Linked DNA regions of Mus musculus: region 2 is linked to region 1. The links are chromatin contacts, called in public HiChIP or PLAC-seq maps. All regions are on one chromosome and are shown on one strand. The core of a region is the stretch at or near the end of the contact, and the rest is flanking DNA. Distances in the headings are between cores, read along the strand shown.

Evidence for each region. HiChIP or PLAC-seq counts read pairs in DNA pulled down with a chosen protein or histone mark.
Region 2: a contact with region 1 is called in an H3K4me3 HiChIP or PLAC-seq map of the SCID.adh cell line, with 10 read pairs. The contact joins two enhancer-like sites. A contact is called at or near these places in 1 of 484 Hi-C or Micro-C datasets (DN3 thymocytes) and 4 of 115 datasets of contacts at active chromatin or transcription factors (CD8 T cells, the SCID.adh cell line, double positive thymocytes and 1 more).

Annotation. Positions count from the first base shown.
Region 1 is chr17:52,159,672-52,165,496 of GRCm38.p6, reverse strand. Gm19585 (predicted gene, 19585) reads right to left here. Exons shown (of 4, transcript NR_155494.1): 3 at 5,079-5,157; 4 at 2,011-2,703. Among named protein-coding and RNA genes, the nearest start is that of Gm19585, 13 kb to the right of the region's middle. Within about 2 kb of position 2,731, at least 81 of the 459 cell types and tissues checked have an H3K27ac peak or open chromatin away from gene starts, as enhancers often do. A contact at or near this core is called in the SCID.adh cell line and double positive thymocytes, where this site is marked.
Region 2 is chr17:52,278,687-52,284,511 of GRCm38.p6, reverse strand. No RefSeq gene overlaps it. Among named protein-coding and RNA genes, the nearest start is that of Gm41600, 23 kb to the left of the region's middle. Within about 2 kb of position 2,396, at least 9 of the 459 cell types and tissues checked have an H3K27ac peak or open chromatin away from gene starts, as enhancers often do. A contact at or near this core is called in the SCID.adh cell line and double positive thymocytes, where this site is marked.

The DNA.
Region 1 (5,825 bases), core at 1,482-3,981:
GTAACTCTGAACAAAGCAAGATTCTTGCTAATGATGATTATGAGAATACTAAGAATTCTAAACTAAAATAACAACATAATTTCAGGTTTTAATCCTAACAGGCTGGAAATTAAATGTGGGCCCAGAAGTCAAGGAAACTGATGCCTAGTCTACATAATAGCCTCCAAACCATTATTTCTCTCTCGTGTTAAAAATTAAGTTGAGAGCATATTCAAGATTGCATTGTGACTGGAATTTGCGGACAGTGAAAGTTTTATTTATTTTTCATTAGAAGCAATTTGAAGAATATTCAATCCATTGAAATGCTAATAAAAATACCCTGCACTTTCTTATGGTGGCATGGAAAATAGTAATTCATGTCCTTCAATCAAGGAAGGACAGTGAAGAGACCATAGATATTTCTCCTTTGTGTTTAAGTGAGTCCTATGATCTGTGTATGCCTCTCCAAAAAAAGTAAATAATAACAAATAAAATTAGCCAGCATAATCTTCTCCTTAAAAAAAAAAAGATAAATAATAACACATAAAAAACGACCAAGATGAAGAGTGTGAGTTGAGATCTCAAAAATAATTCTCTGTTTCCCCCCACCCCCAAACCCCAATTTTAATTTTCTAACATAACAAAATAGAAAACACAAACTAGGCAGTGCCTGGATGCATTAATAGGTCAAGATGGATCACATTTTAAAATGTTATGTTTTGAAAGTTCTCTCTTTCTTACCTTTTATTTGTGTGTGTGTGTGTGTGTGTGTGTGTGTGTGTGTGTGTGTGTGTGTGGTGTTTGCAGGGTATACATTATGTGACAGGGGTATATACAGGGGTGGTATACACACCCACATTAATGGGATCCTCCTCTGGCATCTTCTATTTCTATTCATCTTATTTCTTGATAGAGTCCCTCGGTGAATCTGTGGCTTGCTTGCCATTTTAGACTGGCTGGCCAATAAACCCAAGGATGCACCTGTCTTGGCCCCTGTTGCAACTGGAATTTCAGAGGACTGCCTTTACACCTGACTTTTACACGGGTGCCGGGGACTCGAACTCCTGCCTTCACACTTGCACAGCAGGCACTTACTCCTCCATGCTCCCGGGATGCTAAGTAACTTTGAAGAGCATATTTGAAGTCTATGCCTTGCCACTTTCTCTGGCAGAGGTTTAAGACCACACTAAATGGAAACAGAAAAAGAAATGTTGGAATAGGGAGAAACTAGCCAAGTACATAAAGAATAAAATGTAGAAACAGCAAGTATGGACAAGACCATCTTTGTAGTATAATTCTTTTCTTCCTCCAAAAAAACTTCTGTCATCTCAAATGTGTGCCTATGCCATTGTACTCACTCTTCTCTGTTATTTAATCTGTACAGTAATCACTAGTCTGTTTTTCCTTTTAATATTTTACACTTGGCCCCAGATAGGGAAGAGTGACTGGAACAAAACCGGTTAATACATAGCTTTTTGTGTTCCATTTTTGTAGGTTTTAAAAACTCCAAGGTTGGACACAGAATAAATTAATTCTTTAAAACATTTTACTCTATTCATTTATTTACTGTGTGTGGAGGCATACCACAGTATGCACAATGGAGGACTGTGGACAACCAGAGTGGACCACATGGTGGGAGAAGGGATCAAGATCATGCTGTCAGCTTTGTTAGCAAGTTCTGTTACCCACTGAGCCATCTTGCTGGTCCAGAGTATGTGGTCTTTAACAAATGCATATGGAGGCCTATGAGATGGGTGGCTGAGGTATATAAGATGCTGCTCCAGTCAACCCAGCAATCCTGAAGAGAGTCTGAAGACACTTTCGGTCTTGAGCAGGTCTTCTACTCCAGTTCGGATAAAATGATGCTGAGATACAGAAAGGGGATGAAGTAATCCACAACTCACAATAGGTCACCTGGACATGTATGTCCCAACATGACATCTGTATGTCAATATTTTGTTTTAAGCCTCGAGTAGCCTCAGACTGCTATAAACAGAAGAATAAATGAACATAGAAGTAGACTGGAGGGCTTACATTTATTTGTTTATTTATTTATTTATATCTATTTATTTTACAATCATCTCCCATAGTCTGGCATTTATAAACCCTTAACTACTTATCATCAATCATTTTTGGTCAACTTTGATGTGAGAATGATTTTTATCAAGTGTCCAGGAAACACACCTGGGTAGATCTGCAGAATGGCCCAGAGTATGAGAGGCCATGTAGAAACAGGAAGCCGAACTTCAGTTGAAAGAGTTCATGTTTTCTCTCTGTTCAGATCTCAGACTAAATTTGGCAAGCTGTGAGTGCCCGTGCAAGGGAAGGAAATGCATAACAGAGCAGAGCAACTCATCTTTCATGGCTTTTGGGAAATTATTTGACAGATCCACAGTCATATTATTCTTTAAAAACTCTTTCATGAGGCATTTCCCAAGAAATTCTGATGTTGACTGTGGTGGACTGACGGGTTGTGTTTACGTACTTCTAAGGGACCACAAGTCTACCTGTGTGTGAATGAGCGCCTTCCTAATAAGTAAATGACTCTGCTTTCATGTGTTTAATAATATTTAGACTTCACTTTTTCTTTTTTTTTTCCCCTTATGTTCTCCCAAAGAAGTTTCGGTCTCTCCCATCATGTGTTGTTGTGGTGGTGAGGTTATTTTTCTTGATGAGTCGCACCCACTCACAGTCAACTTGAAGGTCTTTTCCACTGCAGACAGCCTGTGAATGCGCAAAAGGAAGCTGGTTATCTCCACATCAGCAACTCACATCACAGCGTGATCAGAAGTGACATCACTGTGTGGTTTCACTAATGATATTTAAAGGAGATCACTATTTTCAGTTGCTTTTTTAGTCTCAGAAACCTCTGCATCTCCTTCCACTTCGCTGCCCATCTGTCACCCCTCCTCTGTCCCACCAGATTCCTTCTCAGCACTACTCTCCTCTCCATTTCCAGCCTGTGATGACAATGGGTCCTCTCAGGTTTTTCTGGGGTTGTTTTGTTTTGTTTTTTAAAAAAGAGAAAAGTCAAGTCCATTAATACTATTGACTTGGTAACTTTTTTTTCCCAGAATAAGATCTGAGAAGAATTCGAGAAAACCACAGATACTAGAACTGATGAAGACTGTTTCCTGTGAATTTGTGTGGCTTGCTCACCAAGACACCCTCTGCTAGTCTCATTCTTCCTTCTATAAACAATTTCTGCAATTGGCCCTAAAACCCTCTTGGAATGAAGACACAATTCTTACATGCGAACACTTCAATCCAGGTCCAGTTGTAGATCAACAGGACCTACACAGGGAAGCATCTTTGTACAGACATCTCTTAAACAATTGTAGTGAAATGATCTGGTTTGAAATAGGTGTCCAGAAGAAAGTCCTTACCTTTGCGTATGCAGTGGAAACCCTCCGTTTTATGTTTACAGTGATAAAATTTGTATATGTGTGTATGCATGCATGCATGTGTACATATATATATATATATATATATATATATATATATGTATATATTTGTGTTTTGGAGTGCAGGTAAGGAAGGGCTGAAAAGTGATGTGTGGGGGAAAAACAGAAATCACATACACTAACATTCCAATAGAGGAGTTTGTAATGAGCATACAAATGGTAGCAGGATGTGCATTTATTAATATTTTATGGAACTGGGTGCCATGAAATGATATCGGTCTCCACAGCATCATCTTTATAACATGTGAGACCACAAGATTCTCCAGCCATAGTCACTGAGCCTCTTGGGCTCTATCTTCCTCCAGTCTAAAATAGTTTCTTAACCCCATCACAGTCGGCTTGGGGGGATGGATGCTTCTTGTGATAGGGTTTACTTAACAGCATTCCTGGTTTCTGCTTGTCAGACACCAGTATGTTCTATCAGTTTTAACAGTCTCCAGACAGAGCCAGATGTTTCTCAAGGGAGCTGAACAGGCAAAATACCCTATAGCTTACAACCAGTAAATAAAAATAATTAAAGTTTATAATATCTTTCTATTCTAAAACTTGGTGAGAAGAACATCTAAGATACTTTTTTAGAATGTATTTTACTTACCTTTTAACTATTTTACAAATACATAATAAAATGTTTTGACCATATTCACCCACCTAGCACCTACTCTCAAACCCCTTGGTACTGCTAAACCCCATAGTCAATTCATAAAAGATATTTTTTAAAAAATTCTTAATTCATACCAGTTAAGATTGAAGAGAGAAAAGTAACCAAGTTATATTTTTAGACTTGTGAGTGGAACTAAAGAACTAAAGGCAAAGACATCTTCATCATTAACCAAGCACTTAGCCCCTACTAAGAACAAATCTTGAGAAATAAGAGAGAATTTGCTCACAATATACTACATGAAACATCTCTAGTGGAGTGTCTCATCTCTTGTAGGGAGAGAGTAGCAGGTAGCATAATTAGCTTCGGCTTACAAAACAGTGGGCCTCTAGCTTAGGAACAACTCACCGAGGAGCACACTACCAGGGAATGGGGAGCACAGACTTGAAGTGTAGTGTGCTTCTCCTCAAAGGAGTACTGACATTGCTTTGTACTGCTTTGTCTGGGACATTAGGACAGGTTGTCACTTCAATGTTAAATATGAATGGATTCAGCCCTTGTCTCTCAGTCCCAGTGGTAAGGATAGTCACCAACTTTGTCTTTCACATGAATCAAATTAGAGAAGCCTAGATATGTGCTACCTGCTGCAGGTCACACACTTGGTGGAAAGTTGAGACTCAGGTCAGGCAAAGATCCTACTCATGTCACTTTGTTATCTTTAACACAGAAAAACTCCCTTCCAGTCCTGACTATCCTATAAGAATTCATGTAAGTTTGTTCCATATTCAGTAGTGTGTTTTAGATGGTCAGGGTATCATGAACCTCTTTTTTATAAAGACATCGACACAGTAAAATTAAAAAAAATAGTATCATAGTTATGACATTTAAGAGATTCTCTGTGGATCTCAATACAGAAAACAATGTCTGAGCTTCATTTCACACATGCTATAAAAGAGTGAGACATTTGAAATACCATCACAGGCAAGAAGTGCTACCTACAGTATGACTATAACCACCCACATATAGCTTATACTTACCAAGCAGTCTCTATTGTAGACTTGAGGCCATCCACTAGGAATACCCATGAAGAAGCCAGATCCCTATAGAGCTCAAACCCTAGGATTAACAGAAACCATCACTAAGGCTTATGAAATAGGAGCAAGGATGTACAGATGAGAGCAAATGTTTCTAATGAGTAAAGTTTGCCCAGGAAGAGTGCTAAAGTAAGGCTCTCATATGACTACGGTGTTTGGCAGATATGAACAGACAAATATAGGGTATGAAAGTAGATAGAGTTCACAGAGACATTGCTCTTTGGCTAAAGAAAAGAGACTGCAGAGAGGTAAGAAGAGACTAGAAAAATAGATCAGAGTAACAAAGGAGAGAGACTTGAACTTTCATGTCAATAAATCTAGGGTATTTTGTGTTTGGAGGAATGCAGTATGTATCAGCTACATTGGGGAAGTCTAAGCAAGAGAATGCAGAATAATACTTGTGCTTTAGAAAGATTGCTCTTCACTTCTAAGGAAATGGATTTGGCTTGCCCAGTTTGTTCATTGTCTTTCTCTTTCCAGAGTTCCTATGTATCAGACAAACATAATATACTAATACAGAGCACCTACCAGTAGGACCCCATATTCTTGCCATTTCCCTAACATGGGACTAATGAGAGTCCTCTGTAGGAATCTTCCTGACGATCCCCATGAGCAGTGGGTGTAGACCATTTAGCTGGTTTGTCCTTGTTTTCTTTCCCATGGGGGAAAATGTCTCTTAAGAGCCTATGA
Region 2 (5,825 bases), core at 1,147-3,646, 120 kb before region 1:
CCACTTGGGCAATTGTTGCCTCCAACCATACTAGATACACACACATATACACCCATATAAACATGCACTCAAACATATACACATGTATATACATATACGGACAAACATGAGTTTTACTAAGTGATACAAAGATAGGGAAACAACTCAAATCCACCTAGAGAGTAAGAGAACCAGACTTTTGAGCTACATATGGTAGCAGATGCTGTAATACTAACATTCCAGAGACTGAGGGAAGAGGGTTACAAGTTCAAGATGAAGGGAAGAAAGAAAAGAAAGGAGAGAAGGGAAAGAAGGAAGGAAGGACCTGGGCAGTGGTGGTGCATGCCTTTAATCTCAGCACTTGGGAGGCAGAGGCAGGTGGATTTCTGAGTTCAAGGCCATCCTGGTCTAAAAAGTGAGTTCCAGGACAGTCAGAGCTATACAGAGAAACCCTGTCTCAAAAAAAAAAAGAAAAAGAAAGAGAGAGAGAGAAGGAAGGAAGGAAGGAAGGAAGGAAGGAAGGAAGGAAGGAAGGAAGGAAGGAAGGAAGGAAGGAAGGAAACAGATCTCAGAAAAAAAATGACAATCCGAATGTCTGAAGGGAAAAAAGGAAGACAATATTCCATAGAGATGCCACCCCTGTAACAAAGAAGCCATACACTAGGTGGGAGAGTCCGGGACAACAAAGGAGGAAAATGAAAAGAAGCAATGAAGGAAGAAAGAGACATGAGAAAAAGAAAATGATGAACAAAAATGCTGTGGAAAGCTTACTCTTTTCTATGGGGTTTACATTAAAAAAACCAGTCAACACCAATTCGTCATATTAACAAAATAAAAAATGAAACCATTTGATCAGATCATCTCAACAGAAGCAGGAAAACCACTTAACCAACTCCAATACCCACTCAGGATAAAAATTCTCAGAAAAAAAACATTAAATAAATCTTATTCAGACACTCAGCTTCTTGGGTGGTATTAGCAAAATGGTCATGAAGATCTTGGAAATTTAACCAGTGACAGGGGTGGAAAGAAATAGAAAAAATCACCAAATCTCTATGCACTATCCTTCAGTGGTACAGACAGTTGGAGCAAGGCCTTGGGTGAAAACACATCACCACCTACCACGGAAGGCCAGTGGATTCATTTAGTTCTGAAAGGCATGGTCTGATGAGCACAAACAGTACTTAAAAATCACTGAGCATCCTAATTAAGAGCCTACTTCATTTTTATAAAATGTCCTATAAGCCCCAGAGCTCTGTCCATCTTCTACTTCTGGCTACTAACATTATTTTAAAGATTTATTTTCCATTATGAGTCGTGTTTTATGTCAGAGTGTGCACATGTGCATACAGGTACCAAGAGGCTAGAAGGAAGTGTCGCATCCCTTGGAGTTGGGCTTATAGACAGTCCAGCATTGAGTCTTGGGCACTTCTGGGCCATCACTGCAGACTCACCCATCATATTTTTATTTCTCTTGTTTTTCTATTCATATTGTGATTTCTTTTATTTGGTTATAAACTCTTTGGAAAAAATAACTGTGAACTCATCATCTTTGTCTTCCCTTGGAGCTTGAATGCAGAGATTCTCGTGGCTTCTCAGCATTGACTTGTTGAATAAGTCAATAAGTTAAATAAATGGACTGAGATGCCATTCTAAAGTGCAGAGTATGAGCCAGACAAAAGAAGGTTTGTATTCTTGGCCGGGCTCAGTCTTTAATTTCATGCCTGCAGAAGTCTCCACCTCCTTCGCTTTTAGTGTCCTTTCCTCTTAAATGAAGGAATTGGAATTCATTACAGAGTCTTGTGATTTCTCCCAGCTGTGCATTTGTAGCTCGTTATGAATTTTTGAAGACTAACTTGGAAGTGACTTGTCTCTTGCATACATGAACAATGCCATGGCTATCACAGCCTGAAGTTCTTTTCAACATCATGATACGGATGTACAAGAAGCTACCTCTGGGTCTCCAGTAGAAACTGTGGCAGTGACAGAGACAGGTGTTTAAAGTAGGGCATCTTATAGGGCTTCCCACATCTTGTGGTAATGCTGAAGAACAGAAGAACAAAGAAATTTGGGTAAGATAAGAGTGTTGCAGGTGTGCCTGCAGTTAAAGGGTGCAGGGCTGTGAAACTCACCGAGTTTAGAGGGAATGAAACAGAGCTGCAACTCCCCCACCCATACACTTTTTAGAGACGGGATTTACATGGGAACTGTTTCCAGTGTGGGACCAGCCTAATGATTTTATCTCATTCTCTATCTGACTTCCCTCCAGTGAATCTTGTAAAGGAACCAGCTACCTGATCCTTTAATCCAGCTAACATTTTATAAAAGAAGATTCAAATTAGTTTTGCTTATTCCAGATGCTTTATATGCAAATGAGCCTCAGAGTTGGTGCCTGAGTCTAAGCAGACACCATGATGTGATGGAGGAAATACTCCCACCTGACAGCCTTCCCCAAACAATGGTATCATTCTTCTTCTCCATGCTGCTGGTGGCTCCCTCCTCCCAAGAGAAGGCTTTGAGAATGCTCAGGTATCCACTGTGCAGCTCTTCGATTCCCTAGGATGAACTCCAGATTCCTTGTCTGTGTAATTGTCTTCCACTTTCCCCAAACAACATGTGGATCACTACCCGTGCCTTCTATAAAAAGCATTACCTATGCAGTATTAATCAGAGTTTGCAAGTCAAATATTAAGATCATTCCTTGGGGTAATTCGATGGTACAACACTGCCATTTGATTTTCCCCTTTGCAACTCTAACTAGACAAGAGAGACTGAAAATGTTGAGCTAGAAATTATTTATTTAAAGCCACAAGCCAACACACGTAGACTCTGGCTAAAGATTGCTTAATCTCCTCCTAACAAAAGTGGCATCTTAATGCAGAACAGTGTGACACTCCATCCTTGCCTGTAGGCCAGGGCTTCCATTTCCCCATGCAGCCTGGCATTTGCCCTCCAGCATTCCCACGTTACTCCACTCCAAATGGAAGTGCTCTTAATTTCAAATGATTTATTGGGGACAAGTGGGAGGCTAGTCCAATCTAAGTCTGTATTTGACTTTCCACGTCTCTGGGGCAGATTACAAGAAGGTATCTTACACTGTAAAGTGGGGAGGGGTAAAAGAGAAGAGTTAAGTCCAAGGACAGCAACTAAATTGCCAACTGTCAGGGGAACTCCCATGGGGTAATTTCTTACAGATTGGTTCAGTTGGACTATTCAGAATAGAGTACTAACCAGGTGAAACAGCATGGTAGCACTGGCCACTATTTCTTGACACTCCTACTCCCACAGCAATGGCTTGTGTTGCTACCCTTTCTGCATGCTAAAGATATTATCACTTTCTGTATCTCTAGCATTTGTCTATGATCTACTCATATGGAAAGCTCTGAATTTATTATCCTGATCCTTCTGCAGAATGCCAATCAAATAATAGATACTCCAGAAAAATGCTAAGTCAATGAAAGTATGTGGGGTTAGTCCCTACTGTATCTGAGCTAAAGCAGATATGGCTTAAGGAAGAAGGTGTTATATTTAAATAGTGGAATCTGAACTGAGTGAGCATACTGCTTGAGATCTCACCAGCCTTGTGTAGAATATCGGCTGGAAGCTGAAGCATTGCACATCCCCACAGAACATTCTGCAATAGCAGAAATGTTCTCTATCTGAGTTGTTTAATATGCATAGCCACTCATCAGTTCAGCCACTGGACATGTGACTTTCAATGCTACTTAGTTTTGATAAATTAGTTTACATAGTTGCATGGGACTTAGTTGCTTATAAGACAGCATAGGTTTGGAGATATCCCCAGAAATTACTCTTTGATATTTTTCAGAGGGAAAAGTATATTGCTCACATGTGTGCGTGTACTTGCTATGTTACAAGGGGTTGCTGACCAACTTAGGGTATGCAGAGTGTGGTTATTATGAGGGTATCTTTCAAGAAAGACGGACTTCTTTTAGAGTTTTTGGCTTTGCACTCACTAGCTATAAGACCTTGAATACCTCGATGTTACTATTGGCAAGCAGAGTTCACCATGCTGCCAAGTGTATCAGATTAAAAAACCTTAATTTTCTGGGAAAGATAGAATAGTGTCAACATCATTCTAAAAATGAGTTGTTGATGTGTGGTATCCTACTAAAAAAATCTGTATGATTTTAGGCACCACACACTTACATTTACATGCAGGCACACATACATATACAACTCATGCCCAAGTATTCACACATGCATGTGCCCCCCACACACACAAGTGAACACACATATATATCACACCTACTATGTACTGCAGTTATGATTCTTCCTCCTTTATTAAAAAAAAAAAGTATGTCACTTGTCCTAACTACAAGCCTTTGACCTAATGACTCTGACAAGAGAGCTGCAACATCATTTCGTCAAAGGAGCTAGTCAGACAATATATTCTGGCCACAGTTTCCCCTCCCCCAACGTCTCTCAGATCCTTCCAATTTCCCCACCCATCCAACTCAATGCCCTTCCTTTCTCTCACTCTTTAAAAAAGCAGAAAGTAAAATAAAAACCAAACTAGAATAGTAAAAATGGAAAAAACAACACACAAGAAACACACACAACAAAAGATATAGAAACACAAAACTGGAAGCCATAACATTTAAAAAAAAAAAAAAGATTAGTGAGACTTGTCCAAATCAAAAAATATGAGACAAAAAAAAACCAAAACAAACAATCAAACAAAAACAACAACAACAACAAAAACCCTCTACCATTGAGTTTCTTTTGTGTTGCTCATCAGATGCTGGACATAGCACCCACTCTTAAGTGTGGTTAATATCTACAGTGAGACTCTATTGGAAAAAAAGTAAGTTTTCCTTTGCAAATAGACGTCAGTGGAATATCTCCTTGGTTATGAATGGGAGTCAGTATCCCCTTCCCTACTCAGCAGTGGGACTCCATCTGGCTGAAACCTGTGCAGACCGTGTGCATGCTGCCACAATCTCTGTGTTTTCATATTTATGTGTGTGTCATACACATATGACAATTCTATTGTGTCTGGAAGACACGCTTTCCTTTGAGTGAGTTTTACCATATTATTGGCACTTATTCAACAGGAATGTATGCAGCCAACATGAAAAGGCAAGAGGAAATCACAAAGGAAGAGAAAGAAGAGGAAATGAATCAATAATACATAAGACCTCAGCCCAGCTGGCCATGTTTCTCAGTTGATTCATGACCACCACCCTCCATTTGGTTTGATAGGCATGGCACTAGTGATGGAAACAGTATGGGGATATCCTTGAATTGGAACTGCCATTGTTTTCAGTACATTAAGATTAACAAATCCAATGAGTACAGTTGGTCATCAGACTAGACAATAAATGTCTTTATCCACTGAGCCATCTCACCAGCCCAACTACCAGCTTTTACTAGAAAGAAAAAGTTGCATTCTTTCCTTTGCTTGTCCACATTAGAGTGTGTGCATTATCCTGAACACTGGTGGGAGAGGGCTTCATTTTAAAGAGGTGCCCACTGTGGTTTAGGCCTACTGTCCCCAGCTATAACAACCAGGAGATGGTCACCCTCTGTAAAAGACTCTGACGAAACTGATCTCATCATAAAGGCACATGGTTTGGTTCCTTTTTATTTTTTAATTTTTTTTCACATACCTTCAGGTATGCAGTTGAAAAAAAAAAAAAAAACCAAAACAAATCCTCCTCTGAGCTGCTTCTCTCCCAACCCAAAACAAAGCACATTCCCACACCGCAACACCTGCACATTTTTAAGTATATCAACCAAAAGGGGTTGGTCCATTAATCAACTGACATTGACAAAAGTGTTAACATTCTTCACATGCTAGCTGAAGAACACCATGGTCATAG